2 separate regions of the Hordeum vulgare genome follow, and region 2 is linked to region 1. Evidence: chromatin contacts called from public Hi-C data. All regions are on one chromosome and are shown on one strand. The core of a region is the stretch at or near the end of the contact, and the rest is flanking DNA. Distances in the headings are between cores, read along the strand shown. Region 1 has its middle 210 kb from the start of LOC123398120. Region 2 has its middle 19 kb from the start of LOC123397821.

Region 1 (7,094 bases), core at 3,308-5,807:
TCACATGCATTACAATAATAGTTGTCATAAGAATTTCAAGGTTTTTTGGGATATGACCTAGGATTATTACCAAAGTTATCCCTATAAGCATTATTATTGAAATTACTTATAGATATCATATTCACATGAACATCTTTATTTTGCTCAATCAAGGTAAACAAATGCACATTACTTCGATCAATAGTAGCACTCTTAGTAGCAAGTATAGATATGATGGCATCAACTTTTTCACTAAGGGAGAAGATTTCCCGGACATAATTTACCTTCTTACCACTTGGAGCTCCATTGGTGTGCCATTGGGAAAAATTAGCAGTCATATTGTCAAGAATAATAGTAGCCTCTCCAAGTGTTATCCCCAAGAATGTACCACGTGCAACACAATCTATAAGTTTTTGTAAAGAAAATTTAGTACTGCATAGGAATTTGGTACTACCATCCAAATACTTAATCCACGAGTAGGGAAATTTTTCATCATAAGTTTCATTATTTCCCATCATTGTGCAACATGTTCTTTGATCAAGTTGCTTAAAATTCATAATTTGACTCCTCCAAGATATAATTTATGCAGCAGGAAAATACTTGTCGTCGTTGCTAATAAAAACATCTTCACACCTAGCCCAAGAATCAATACTATTTTTTGGTAAAGGCATCAACCAATCTTTGGCCCTATCTCTCAAGGAAAATGGGAATAACTTGATTTTTATAATATAATTGTCCACATCTTTAGTTTTTTCGCATGTTACATAATTCAACAAAGGTCTTAAGATGGGCAGCAACATCTTCATTATAATTTCTAGAAAACCGTTCTTTCATAATATGATTTAATAAAGTAGCTTTAATCTCATAAGACTCCGCACTAGTGGTGGGACGAACAATAGGAGTACTAATAAAATAAATGTTATTAGTATTAGAAAAATCACATGGCTTGCTATTTTTAGAAGTAGACATGATAGCAAGGTAAGGAAAAATTAAAACAAGGTATTTTTGGTATTTTTGAAAAAAAATTGGCAAGCAAAGGTACCTAGGCAAGAATTAAAAGATGTAAAGCAAAGTTTATTTGTATGTACCTAACTTGATAGAAGATAATTCCCGGCAATAGTGCAAGAAGTTATGTTGCAACTCCCATAGGAGTTGTTGGGTTTTTCCATAAGGAGGATGGGTGACATAGCATAGAAGCAAAATATTTCACTCAGTTGAGAACCAAGGTTTAATCAAATCAGTAGGTATCAACAATCTAATAATATTAAAAGTGCCTATGCACAAACAAACACAAAACTTGAACGGACTTGGAAGGAGGCTTATCAAGCCCCTCGACTTGATAGTTACAAGGTTAAAAGAAATAGATAGATGATGGTACAAAAAAATTAAAAGAGCATATTTGTTGAATCTTGTGTTCATGGAAGACTGGGTCTCGGGGGCATAGGTTCACTTGTGGTATCTCTCTCAAAAAAACGAAAACGACATGGTCACAAATTACAGTTGGGCAATTGACAAGAATGGCAACGAATATGCCTCTGATCTTTCATGGCATAATATCATATAGGCGTTATGTGTGAGACAAGTAGACCATCAATCTAACAACATCTACAACTATTAATCCACCCCCCATCGGCATCCAACATGCATCTCAAAGCATTAAGTTCAAAATAAATCGAGTAACGCTTTAAGCAAGATGACATAATGTAGATAGGAAGAAACCTAGCAATAAGATAGAACCCCGTCGTTTTGTCCTTAGTGACAACAATACACAGACATGATTTGTCCCCATTCTGTCACTTGTATATAGAAATGACTGCAAGATTGAACCCACTACTATGCACCGCTCCCTATGAAGATCTACCAATTAATCTTAACTAGAGAAGACAAATAGATCAGAAAGCATACATGGCTATTTTATTATACAAAAAATAAATCTAAGAGATTCAAACTGGTTCAATGAATAATCTGATCATAAAATCATAATTCATCACGTCCCAAGAAACATACCGCAAAATTACATCATATTGTTCCCAATAAAAATTAAAAATAGAAAATTATAGATACGTTTGAGACGTATCGGTTCCGTTTCTCAATAGTCACAACCACCGTCACTGAAGCACCATCACAGAAAATAAATCCTTGACGATACCGTTTTTTGTCACACAAGATCGTGACTTAGGTAACGGATGTAAAACTCTTACCGGTGGCTATTTTCAGTGAGAGGCAAAATTGTGACCTATGATAGACTGATTTTTCACCTAAGGTCGTTTTTGGTGACGATGATCCGACATTAGTAATCATATCATACATCTCAACGGTCAAAGATTTTACAAATGGTCTCAACATTTGATGACGTGGTAGCTTTCATGTGGGTCCGGCATACATTTTATCATCAACGGTTGCTCTCAGTAATAAGTTGGGCGGCAGTTTTGACCGGCCAACGCTACTCACACATAGGGGCCCAAAGATGTGGATGCGGGTGCTTACATGTGGGACCATGCATCATTTTTATGACGTTGACACTCACCAACATATATGATGTTGTCGTGTGACAGGTCAACGATTCTGACATGTGGGCCCAATGAGGTACTGATGTGTATGCTGGCAAAATGGTCCATACGCCGGTGATGGCGTGCTTAACCGTCCCAATTTGTAGGCACGGTAGATTTTTTTTATGTTTTGCTGTTGTCTACCATATTGGAAGAAAATATGAAATTTTTGAAAACTTTAATAAAAATGTGTACACAATATGAATTCGAATGCAAATTCATCCTGCATAGTTATGATTAATTCACAAATTTGAGAATTCTCTCACATATTGTGTAAAATATTACAATAGCCAACCATGGGACATAGTCGCAAAATAAAATTAGACACCTAGCACACTTTCATGACCTTCAACCATTGCACCAATATGATGGGGTATTTCTCCGCTATGGACAATGAATGATTCCAACAAAACCCTGCTGATGTAGGGAAGACGTCCATATAGCTCTTGAAGAGAATTTTGGAGAGCCAAAACTTATATTCCTTGACATTATCGACGACTTCAAGTTCTTTGGCATGGACTCCAAGGGAATTTTGGTAACGGATACTCTTGTTAGCCAAGGAATATTTAAGATTCTCAATTTCAATCACATGCTATGGTAGGGTCATGTGAGAGCTTCAAATAATTACAGCTGGTATACAAGGGCATTCTTCACGGATTCAAGCTCACAAGACATAAGTTCATAAACGTGCCTCTAACAAGAATGTTCATTGAATTGACAAAGTAATTACTACATACTTCATTATTTTCGTTATAACAATTGAGATCCAGATTTTCCTAAGGGCAAATATTCATGAAACCAGTGCTGCTACAACACAAGGGTTCTAAGGAAAAAAAAGTAATTGAAGAAAACAAATGGACACTTTAGTACAAACTTTTTGCACTGACTGTTTATAGAACTATCTATATGTCCCAAGACAGTCCCACGAAAAACAGCTAGTTTTTCATTTACGATGTGTGCGTACATAGTAGCAGAGCTACCTTGGAGCAAAACTAGGCCTTGGCCAACTCAACCCACCAGATCATAGGGAAGGATGACATAAAAACTGGGCCTCAAGAACTAGTGTTGGATGTATTTTCATAATCTGGCCAGCCCACACATATGACTGAACCTTCGTTACTGTGTTCATAGCTTTCGTCCAAAAATACTTGTCGAATAAATAAATGTATTTAGATGTATTTTGATTTGAGATACATTTATTTTTATCTATTTTTATAACAGGTAATTTCGGACGGAGGAAGTATGAAATACATGAAATACACGAATGCTTTTCTAAATCTTGGTCATTCGCGTGCCTCGCGCTTGCGTTCAACAGATTTGCTCTTGGTTGAGGGCTTCAAGTTGTAATACGATTAGTTAGCATTCTATTTTATGTAGACCCAAAAGAGATGACAAAACAAATAACAGTCCCTTCCTTGGTACAGGACCTCCAACTCCATGTGAAATCCCCGATGGTACTCAAAATATTCCGAAAGTACTGATTGACTGCAAAAGAGTGCCGTGGCAAGGCTTTTTTTCGCTCCATACATTTCTTATCGTCTTTTTTGTGTGCGATTACATGTGTGTTTCTTTGCTGTTGTGGATATCCTCTGCTGTCTCACTCTCCTGTTGTAGTAGGACAGTGACACCCTCGTCATCTTCCATGCGGAAGTATTTAGTGTTAGTTATTCTGGGAGTTAGAATTTAACTAGTGATTGTTCAACCCCGAAAAAATAGGGTAAAAAAAGACCAATTGTCGTTTCTAATCCCAGATTGGCATATTATCTTCTGGGTTTTCTTCGGCTCGGTTGGTGCAGCTTACGCGAGCCCCGGTGCCCTTTAGGTCAGTTGCTGTGTCGTTTTGCTAGCAGGAGGTGGCCCCTGGTCCCGATTGACACATCGCTATCCTAATGTGTTGTCCAGCTCTCGAATTCGCTACGTGGCTCCAACGAAAATGTGTCATTTTTTTTAATACGACTGTGTGGCTGCCACAGCCCACTGGCTCACTGAGTTGGGACCAGGATATGCTGCAAACGTGTCAGGGAGGTTACCGTGAGCTTTGCGTGAGGTTAGCGTCAGCCGTTCGATCAAGGGCCGATGGCTCGGATCACCTTGTACGGTAGCATAATGAACAATGATTGTTTTGGCGACAGTGCATGCAGTTACTTCTGCCTCCTTTTTTACGCGCAGAAGTTGCTTCTCATTCTGGCACTGCCGTTTCCACCTACTTATTTAACTTCACGTGAGGATGCTAATTTGGGCTCTGCTTAAGAGCCCGGTGTGTCGGATGGACCGATTTACTCACACCTGAACACTTTGTCGGGGGAATTGATTAGGGCGATGTACTGTCATAATAATACTCATTTAAATATTTTTTTCCATGTTTCATTCAAAAAAAAAGAATCCATGGTTGAAACATGTTCTCATCCATGTAGACCGTGAAATAAAGCGTCTCGAATGACGACCCGTAATTTTTTTTTTCGTATCCGTCCGTGGACGGCGGGGTGAGGGGATAGGGGACCAGCCCATAGATATGGATGCGAAGATCGTCATCAAACGTTATCCGCATATATACGAACAACTTTTTGAATAAATCAAAAGAAATTCATGCAAAGACGACATATTTTATATAAATTGAATAAAGTTCATCAAAACTAGAATAACTTTTACATAACCAAATGATATTTCGTCTCGTGAACTAAGAACCTTAAAACTAAAACCCTAAACTACTATATACTTCACGATGATCTTGTAGGCCATGTCGGGCTAGGGTTGGCTCTTCCTACGTGGTCGTCGCCTGATCCAACGTTAGAGTTGTCTTCGTCGGGCTTCGGGCATTGGAAGGTGGCGGGATCGCGACATGGCTTCCCAACAGACGTGTAATTCCCGCGGATGATCATTCCCACTTCCTCCTTCGTCGTGCATAGTTCGACCGTGGCCACCAACAACGTGGCCGAGGGGAGAGAGCTACCGACCTTTGTGAAGGCCGCGTCGGCGACGACGATCTTGCTGAAAGACCACTCCTCGCCGTACTTGGCCATCTCCGTGTCTAGGCGGCGAAGGTAGTACTTGGCCCTTTACGATGATGTAACAGAGCGGTCCAGGACCCAGGTGTACGCCAGGCCCGAGTTCGTCATGATGATCGGCGGCGGGACGTTGGAATCCGCGAACTTAGACCTACGCACCGTGTTACGTCTATCCCGTTGGCGCTACTCCCACTCGGCGTAGTAAACTTTACGGGCCGCATGAACCGTTAAACAACTTCGAGCCTCATCCGTTGGAAACTTTTAATTTGGTTGTTTTCAACTAGGCAGCCTTGAGCGATGCAAAAGAGCTCACCTAGTTGCTCCAGGGAGGCAATCTGGTGTGGCCTGAAACGTTGTGTAGACGAGGTTGCACGTGGTGCTCGTGTTAACTTTTAATCTCTTTTAATCTTCACAACGACATTTTGATTTGAGATAAGGTCTACATGAAAAAGAAGCACATCAATGTCATGTTTTCATTCAGGCAATCGGTTCGTATTATTGTTCGCTGTAAACGTTAAACTTTATGCTTATGTTTGAAGCTATTTTGGATGAGTTTAATTTCCTTTGATAACAGTTTTATCTTGTTGTCTCACCCGACTTTCGTGTTGAACGTTGCTGTTTAGACCACCGTATACGACTAAATCTACATCTGCATAGTACACTATAAATGTGCACATGTTTGAAATGTTTTTATGAGTTCAAGCTCATCTGCATTCGGTCAAAAAAAATCATCAAAGATACAAAATAAATTCAAAAAATTCAAATTTTTTATCATAGATAATTTGATGTTTGAGGTGCGCTTAAAATTTTAAATTATTTGAACATATGAGTAGCTCTCAGCAAAAAGAAAACAATTTGGATCAGAACAGTACATGAAAAGTGAAGCTTTCTACATACGTCAAATTTGTCATTTTTACCGAGATCTACCTAATGTCCAAATGATCTGAAACTTGAAGCGTACGTCACGCATCAAATTATCTATCATGATTTTTTTAGAACTATTTGAATTTTCTAGTATTTGTGTTGACTTTTTCTTCAGCTCGGGTGTAGATGTGGCTGGGCACCGAATCGTGGCTCTCCTTCCTAATCTCTTTCATCTAGCACCTTTCAATCTACACTGATGTGCTTCGATTTGTGATAATTTGTAGACACGAAATATGCATACCGACATTGCGGTTTCATTCAAATGATCGGTTTGTAGGTTCGACGACTATAAATGCTTAAATTTATGTTAATGTTGGGAGCTTTGCCAATCTCGTCGCGCACGTTTGACAGTTTGAAATTTTCATTGACCAGCAGCTTTGCCTCATTATTTCATACAATGTCCATGTTGTACATTTTTCTGTTTGGACGGTTATAGACAAGTACTGCCTCCGTTCCTAAATATAAGTCTTTCTACAGGTTTCACTAGTGGACTACATACGGATGTATATAGACATACTTTAGAGTGTAGATTCACTCATTTTGCTACGTATGTAGACCCCTAGTGAAATCTCCTAAAAGACTTATATTTAGGAACGGAGGAGTATATGTGTATCTTCCCATATTGTACTAAAGTGTT
Region 2 (7,079 bases), core at 260-2,759, 490 kb before region 1:
CATGTCGCGGAAAGTTTTACCGTGGCAAATCTGGTGAGCTGACCCTACCGCTCTGTGCGAGTGATGTAACCTGTGATACATATACACGCAGCAAAGGCAAAAATGTCAGTGGACCTGAAATTCTCATCCGATGTCTCTGGACTGGTGATGCAGCACGGCGGTCCCGGCTTGTGTTTACTCGCATCTTTGTCCAGTACACATCACCAATAATTAGAAAGAAGAGCATTGCTATACTGGTGCATCCCGATCCCGTAGGTCCAGCAAATTATTTTCTTCAACTTCCCGTAGGTCTAGGCGTCTAGCAGCATCTTGTGTGTGGGAAAGATCCTAGCTAGGTCTGCCTGGCTGTTGTTACCTCGAGTACTTACCTTTGTCCAGGTTTAGATCCGGACGGGGAACCAAGAGGAAGAGAATGACACGTGGGTACTCCTATTATCGACTGAGATCCTCACACAGCGGCTTTATTGTCATGTACTCCGAGTCTCTGATCTTGCATTGAAGGCCTGACTTGAGGCTGACATGTGTCCCAAGTCAACGGATGAACAGAGCCGTTGGGCAGTAACTTTATCGCTTCATGCTCTTTGGGCAGAGCGTACGGTTCACTCCGTTGGGATAGCAGCAACTATACACGAAGTGTTCCGTCCCTATGTTCCGTGGTGATATAGTTACAAGTTATTCATCCGTTCGTAAATACTCCCTCCGTTTTTAAATATAAGATCTTTTAATTCTTTTTACTATAAATTATATATAGATGTATATAGACATATTTTAAAGTGTAGATTCATTTATTTTGTTCTGTATGTACTCCTTCCGTTCCTAAATATAAGATCTTTTAGAAATTATACTATAAACTACATACGGATGTACATAGATATATTTTAAAATATAGATTCACTCATTTTGCTCTGTATGTAGTCTTCTAGTGAAATACCTAAAAGGTCTTATATTTTGGAACGGAGGGAGTAGTCTATAGTAATTTTTTTAAAAGATATTATATTTAAAAACGAAGAAGTATAAGTCTTTATAAAGATTTTACTAGGGGCTACATACGAGGTAAAATAAATAAATATATACACTAAAATTTGTCTATATACATCTGCATGTAGTTCTCTAGTAAAATCTTTTAAAAGACTTACATTTAAAAACGAAAGAAGTACAACATGTAGGCGCGGGCCAACCACTGGTTTATAGAGTCTGCTATAGACATGGTTTTTGTTTTTGGGGAGGAGGTAGTTTCCCCCGAACCCGTGGCGCACATACGCGCCGCTAGTTTATGCATGCATGGAGTGTGCTAGTTACAAGATATGATATGAAGCTCAAGGTGGAAAGCGTTGTAGTAGTAGTAAAAACAATGGAGCGCGTACTGTATCTTGCCGGAGGAACGTTAACGGCGGCACGTAAGCTTTTGCGCAACAACCCGGCCTAAGTAACCATCTCACCCGCTCTCGCCGAGGCCAGCAGCTCAGGTCCACAGCCTGTACGCCTGCCCACTGCGTACATGCGTACGCCCACCGCAGCCCCACCGGTCGCATGCAACTTGCAAGGTCGTTCGGTCGAGTCGAGCGTCGTCGCCTGCTCCTGTATCGCGCGCCTCACAAGGCAAGCTCGGTGGCGCGGCTGCCGCCGTCAGACACACGGTCGACGACGTCTTAGCAGTAATAGGAGACATGGATACGTGCGCTGGCTTTCCTTCCATCTGTGCACGCGGTCGGATGCGTTTACTGCTACGTGATTATAGCGCTTGGGTCCCGCACGCCCCCGACTGGCGCAGACTAAAATAACTGTTTCAATTAAGCCAGTATAAAGTTGTACTAAATTTAAACCATTTATTTTGGGACGGAGGAAGTATATGTTTGGTCTTTAAGAAAAATAATATGCAATGCATTTTGAAACATAGGTAGTATAGCAATTACTCCCTTCATTCCTAAATACTCCCTCGTCCGAAAATAGTTATCACAGGAATGGATGCATTTAAATATATTTTAGTTCTAGATACATCTATTTTTATAAATTCGCGCGACAAGTATTTTTGAATGGAGGGAGTATAATTCTTTTTAGAGGTTCCACTAATGGACTACATATAAATGTATATAGACATATTTTAGAGTGTAGATTTACTTATTTTGCTTCGTATGTAGTCCCCTAGTGAAATATCTAAAAAAACATATATTTAAAAACGGAGGGAGTACTAGATATTATACGCCAATGGCATAAATTCCATATTAATACACAATGTAAATTGTTGGTTGCACCGTAGGGAAGGATTACATATTTGTAACGTATCATGGTTGCAAAGATATCCTTCAGTAAGTTTGACCGAGCCAAAGAAATTCCTTAGGATTTCATGCAATGTAGTCCATACATAAAATTCATTTGGGTTACAATTGTACAAATAAACTTGTGTGCTACACACTGAAAAGTTAGCGCCATAGCTGTAAATAATGTTATCAATCTAGTTAACTAGTACTACCTATAGATCACTAAAGTAGAGATCGAAATGATTTTATATTACTTTACATACGGAGTACTTTTTATAACATGTATTACATGGATGTGGAGTATTTGAGCTCGAGCTTAAATGTACCCACATGAACAGTAAAGTGGAAAAAAAAGAAAAATAATTCAAAAAATTCTGGTTTTTTTTGGTGAACTTTGACAGTGATTGCAAATTTTCATCATGAGATCACATTCGAGGAAGGCGTGACAAAAAAACAATGCTTTAAAAGTGCTACTTTCGAAAGCACTTTGGAACACTGATTTTGTTTTTTTTTGCCACTCATTCTACGAATGCGATCTCATGATGGAAATTTTCAAGCACTTAGAATATTCGTCAAAGTTTACCACAAAAAAAATTATTTTTTTTTGATTTTTTTTCAATTTTTATTTTAGTGTTCATGTGAGTTCAAATGAGCTCGAGCTCAAAAGGGTATTTTCTGTATTACATGTGTGTCCATCTATGAGTAGCTTATTCAGAAGTCAAGATTGCCCATGTTTGATCAAGTTTATAGAAAAAATATCAACATGTATTATACCAAATCAGTTTTATATGTTTACCAACCTACGATTGGATGGTTAGAAGAAAAATGGTATTCGCAGCTCATCAAGTCTGTACCGTGTTAAAAAATTCTAGTATGAAATAATCTTTTATTTATTTAGTTTTGTAGACACTGATTTTTTCCCTATTATTTAACCGGTCAAAGACAACAAATATATGTCTTTTGGGAAAAATTAACTAATCCTATAGAAGGGAACAAAGGGAGTGTGGCATTTACTATATCTCTTTTTTTTGGGGGGGGGGGGGGGGGTTGTGATTTGTAAAGAGATCATGCAGATTACATCAAAAAGCACATGACCAAACCACAAAGTGGAAAAGTAGTTCATCAAGCAAGATTATCATAATTCATAGTAATGCCAAACATAGATGAGATCCATATACGTTGATTAGTTTGTCAGTACAAATGGATTCAACCGAAACCCCTGAATCACTCACAATAGCTGGCATGCTAGATGCTACATTACATGTCATACATATACACCCATATGCTACCTCAACAAAAAAAAAACTCATATGCTACTCAGATTTTGGGAGCATTAGCAAAAGATTGTTTGGTTCCTTATGATGGAATTAACCTATCAGAGTTCAGGTCCTAGACTTGACATTGGTGATCTTATTATTAGTTTTTGAATTTTTTAAGCCTTCAGCTATGTGCATTTAATGAAAGAAAACGTTTTCGTCGCCTAAAAAGGCATCTGCGACAATTTTGTCAATCTCAAAATAATATGTCAGCTTAGTATCTTAAAATTGCTTATAAGATGGGATGTACATGCGTACATGCGTTTATAGGGATAAAATATATATACGGATGTATAAACACGGCCGGGAACACTGTTGAACGGCTAACACGGAAAAGCTTGCTTGCCACGTGACATGACTGAACAATCTGCTCCTCTGGTATTCTCTACTGATTGTTGGAGAGAAACTCCGCGATACCCTCCAATCAGTATGCCATTTGTGGACATCCAACGGTACACGTTAATCTGTACCTACGAGGAACCGTGTATTTGGCCTACTCATTGTCTAGGTTACGTAGCAGGGATCCGTCTCCGTCTGGGTGGCTCCCATACACAAGCTCCATCAACCGAGAGCTAGAGGCTCCTTTGTCTGTTGATCGAGGTGTGTGTGAATGCAGCACTGGAATCCCCTTCCTTTGGACCATTTTCAAGACGTGTCCTCTCTCACCAAAGCAATCCCCTTCAAGAATCCTCTCACCAATTCCACGTCATCGAGATGTCCACTCATTTGTTTATACTACTCTCTCCGTATCTAAATATAAGTCTTTTAAGACATTTCATTAGGTGTCTACTTACGGAGCAAAATGAGTGAATCTATACTCTAAAGTATGTCTATATACATCCGTATGTAGTCCATTAGTGAAATCTCTAGAAAGACTTATATTTAGGAACGGAGGGACTAGATGATATCCTGCACGTTGTTGCGAAAAATATTTTGTAATATATTTCATTGATATTTGATTGTGTGGAGCCAGTGACGAATTTTGAAAGAAAATGAAGGAAGGGCTCAATGTTAACGATGCAAAGAAAAAGACACAAACTTTCAGTATTTTAGTTCAGATAGTGTTAATTTTTTGATAAGTGGCTGGGATGAATACTAGTAATTTTTTGTTCCAATTTTTGAGGAGGGAGGGGGGGGGGGGGGGGGCTCAAGCCTATTGAGGCACCCCTTAGATTCACCACTGTATGGAGCATAAGTACTCAGAGTAATATAAAAAATAAAATTGCAAATACATATGTTTTATTGTGTTTGATTAATAATAGTCATAAAATAGGTATTACATATCTCATGCATGTTTGCATGTTAAGATGGTCATTTTTCTATGCATGAGTGGATGTTGTGGTGGGTCTTTAGTCTTGCACATGTTAATTGATGAGGTGACATGTTAACTTTTACAAGCGTATTTAAAAGCAAAACGGTGATCCAAGCCTTATAGTAGTACGTATAAGAGTATGCTCCTACCAGGTACGTACATGAGTGGGATGTATGGACACGTGCCGGCCAACACTTTGTACAGTTGTGGCGCAATCCTGCTAAATGGCCACTCACAGGTTGGTCATCTACTCAACAGGTTAATGGGAAGCACACCCATAATGGGAAAAACGTTGTTTATGTCACTAGTTCAATGGAAAAACTTTGTTTATGTCACTCAACAGGTTTATGTAGCTCACCCGGGGACCGGCTTGTTGTAGAAAGCACATATTTAGCAAACACACTCTGCAGGCTATCATAGGTTAATGGGAAAACTTTGTTTATGTTACTATAGTTTTTATTTACTTTGCTTATCACACTTTATAATTTAACATCTCATTTTTTTATCACTCTTAGCTTTTTTTTAAATGAAGGTTCGAGAAAGAGCCTGGCTTTAAATTAACAAAGCCATCAACCGGCCAGGGTTACAACACAAGATTACAATCACACCACAAGTAAAGAAAAAGAAACTGCAAAAGATACACATGCGCCGGGGAGAAGCTCACAAAGTTCGCATACAATAAGCTAGAAATCAGACATTGAGCGCAAGCTTGGGGATGCCAGCGACCTCTAGCACGCAAAGAGCTGAGGAGAAGGCAACAACTGGCTTAGAAAAGGAAACCAACAACAATGCAAGGCATGCCGTTGCCAAAACACGAGGACTTGGAGGAGATGCAACCAAAACCAGATCCATCATCAAAGAAGGCCGCTACCTCCTCACGCGGCTCGAGGGCGTCGCGCCATTGAATTTGAATGATGGACATGTTCCCCCTTGAACCTAGATGGCTGTCAACCAACAAACCTACATGAGCGGAATCAAGCGACCCCCACTTGCCACCGATGACTCGCCTAGAGCAGAACAACGCCAAAAACAGAGCTCTCATAATAGAGAAGGTAATCAGCCAGAATGTACACACTTTGTCCACACCGCGGCGAAGCCCACATCCCATCCTTGTTCCCCAAACGGTGCCTTTAAGAAGGTTATGGCGCCAGAGGTGTCGCCGCCATCCAACAGAGTTGAGGTGTTAACCTGGAAGACAAAGGGAAAGGGGATGGTGAACAAGACCTGACGAACACCTCGCGAAGGTGAGCGGCGCCCGCGGGCGTCGCCGCCGTCACAACCGACAAGGCTGGCATGGTTTCCCCCGATCATGCATCCCTGCACCCGCTCCCGCCTGATGAAAACCGAAGCCCCATGTCGAAGCATGCCGGATCTAGGAGGATGAGCTCATTGGAGAGGTGTAGCAGTGAGGAGGGGGGGGGGCTCAAGCCTATTGAGGCACCCCTTAGATTCGCCACTGTATGGAGCATAAGTACTCAGCGTAATATAAAAAATAAAATTGTAAATACATATGTTTTATTGTGTTTGATTAATAATAGTCATAAAGTAGGTATTAAATATCTCATGCATGTTTGCATTTTAAGATGGTCATTTTTCTATGCATGAGTGGATGTTGTGGTGGGTCTTTAGTCTTGCACATGTTAATTGATGAGGTGACATGTTAACTTTTACAAGCGTATTTAAAAGCAAAACGGTGATCCAAGCCTTATAGTAGTACGTATAAGAGTATGCTCCTACCAGGTACGTACATGAGTGGGATGTATGGACACGTTTCGGCCAGCACTTTGTACAGTTATGGCGCAATCCTGCTAAATGACCACTCACAGGTTGGTCATCTACTCAACAGGTTAATGGGAAGCACACCCATAATGGGAAAACATTGTTTATGTCACTATAGTTTAATGGGAAAACTTTGTTTATGTCACTCAACAGGTTTATGTAGCTCACCCGGGGACCGGCTTGTTGTAGAAAGCACATATTTAGCAAACACACTCTGCAAGCTATCATAGGTTAATGGGAAAACTTTGTTTATGTTACTATAGTTTTTATTTACTTTGCTTATCTCACTTTATAATTTAACATCTCATTTTTTTTATCACTCTTAGCTTTTCTTAAAATGAAGGTTCGAGAAAGAGCCTGGCTTTAAATTAACAAAGCCATCAACCGGCCAGGGTTACAACACAAGATTACAAT

The links. Hi-C and Micro-C count contacts between places; a contact is called where the count stands out from the background.
Region 2: a Hi-C map of leaf shows a contact between it and region 1, with 5 times the contacts expected there. The contact joins two enhancer-like sites. A contact is called at or near these places in 2 of 6 Hi-C or Micro-C datasets (leaf and an unstated tissue).

Annotation. Positions count from the first base shown.
Region 1 is chr5H:437,894,359-437,901,452 of MorexV3_pseudomolecules_assembly, reverse strand. No RefSeq gene overlaps it. Among protein-coding and RNA genes, the nearest start is that of LOC123398120, 210 kb to the right of the region's middle. Within about 2 kb of position 4,557, at least 3 of the 3 cell types and tissues checked have open chromatin away from gene starts, as enhancers often do. A contact at or near this core is called in leaf, where this site is marked.
Region 2 is chr5H:438,381,526-438,388,604 of MorexV3_pseudomolecules_assembly, reverse strand. No RefSeq gene overlaps it. Among protein-coding and RNA genes, the nearest start is that of LOC123397821, 19 kb to the left of the region's middle. Within about 2 kb of position 1,509, at least 2 of the 3 cell types and tissues checked have open chromatin away from gene starts, as enhancers often do. A contact at or near this core is called in leaf, where this site is marked.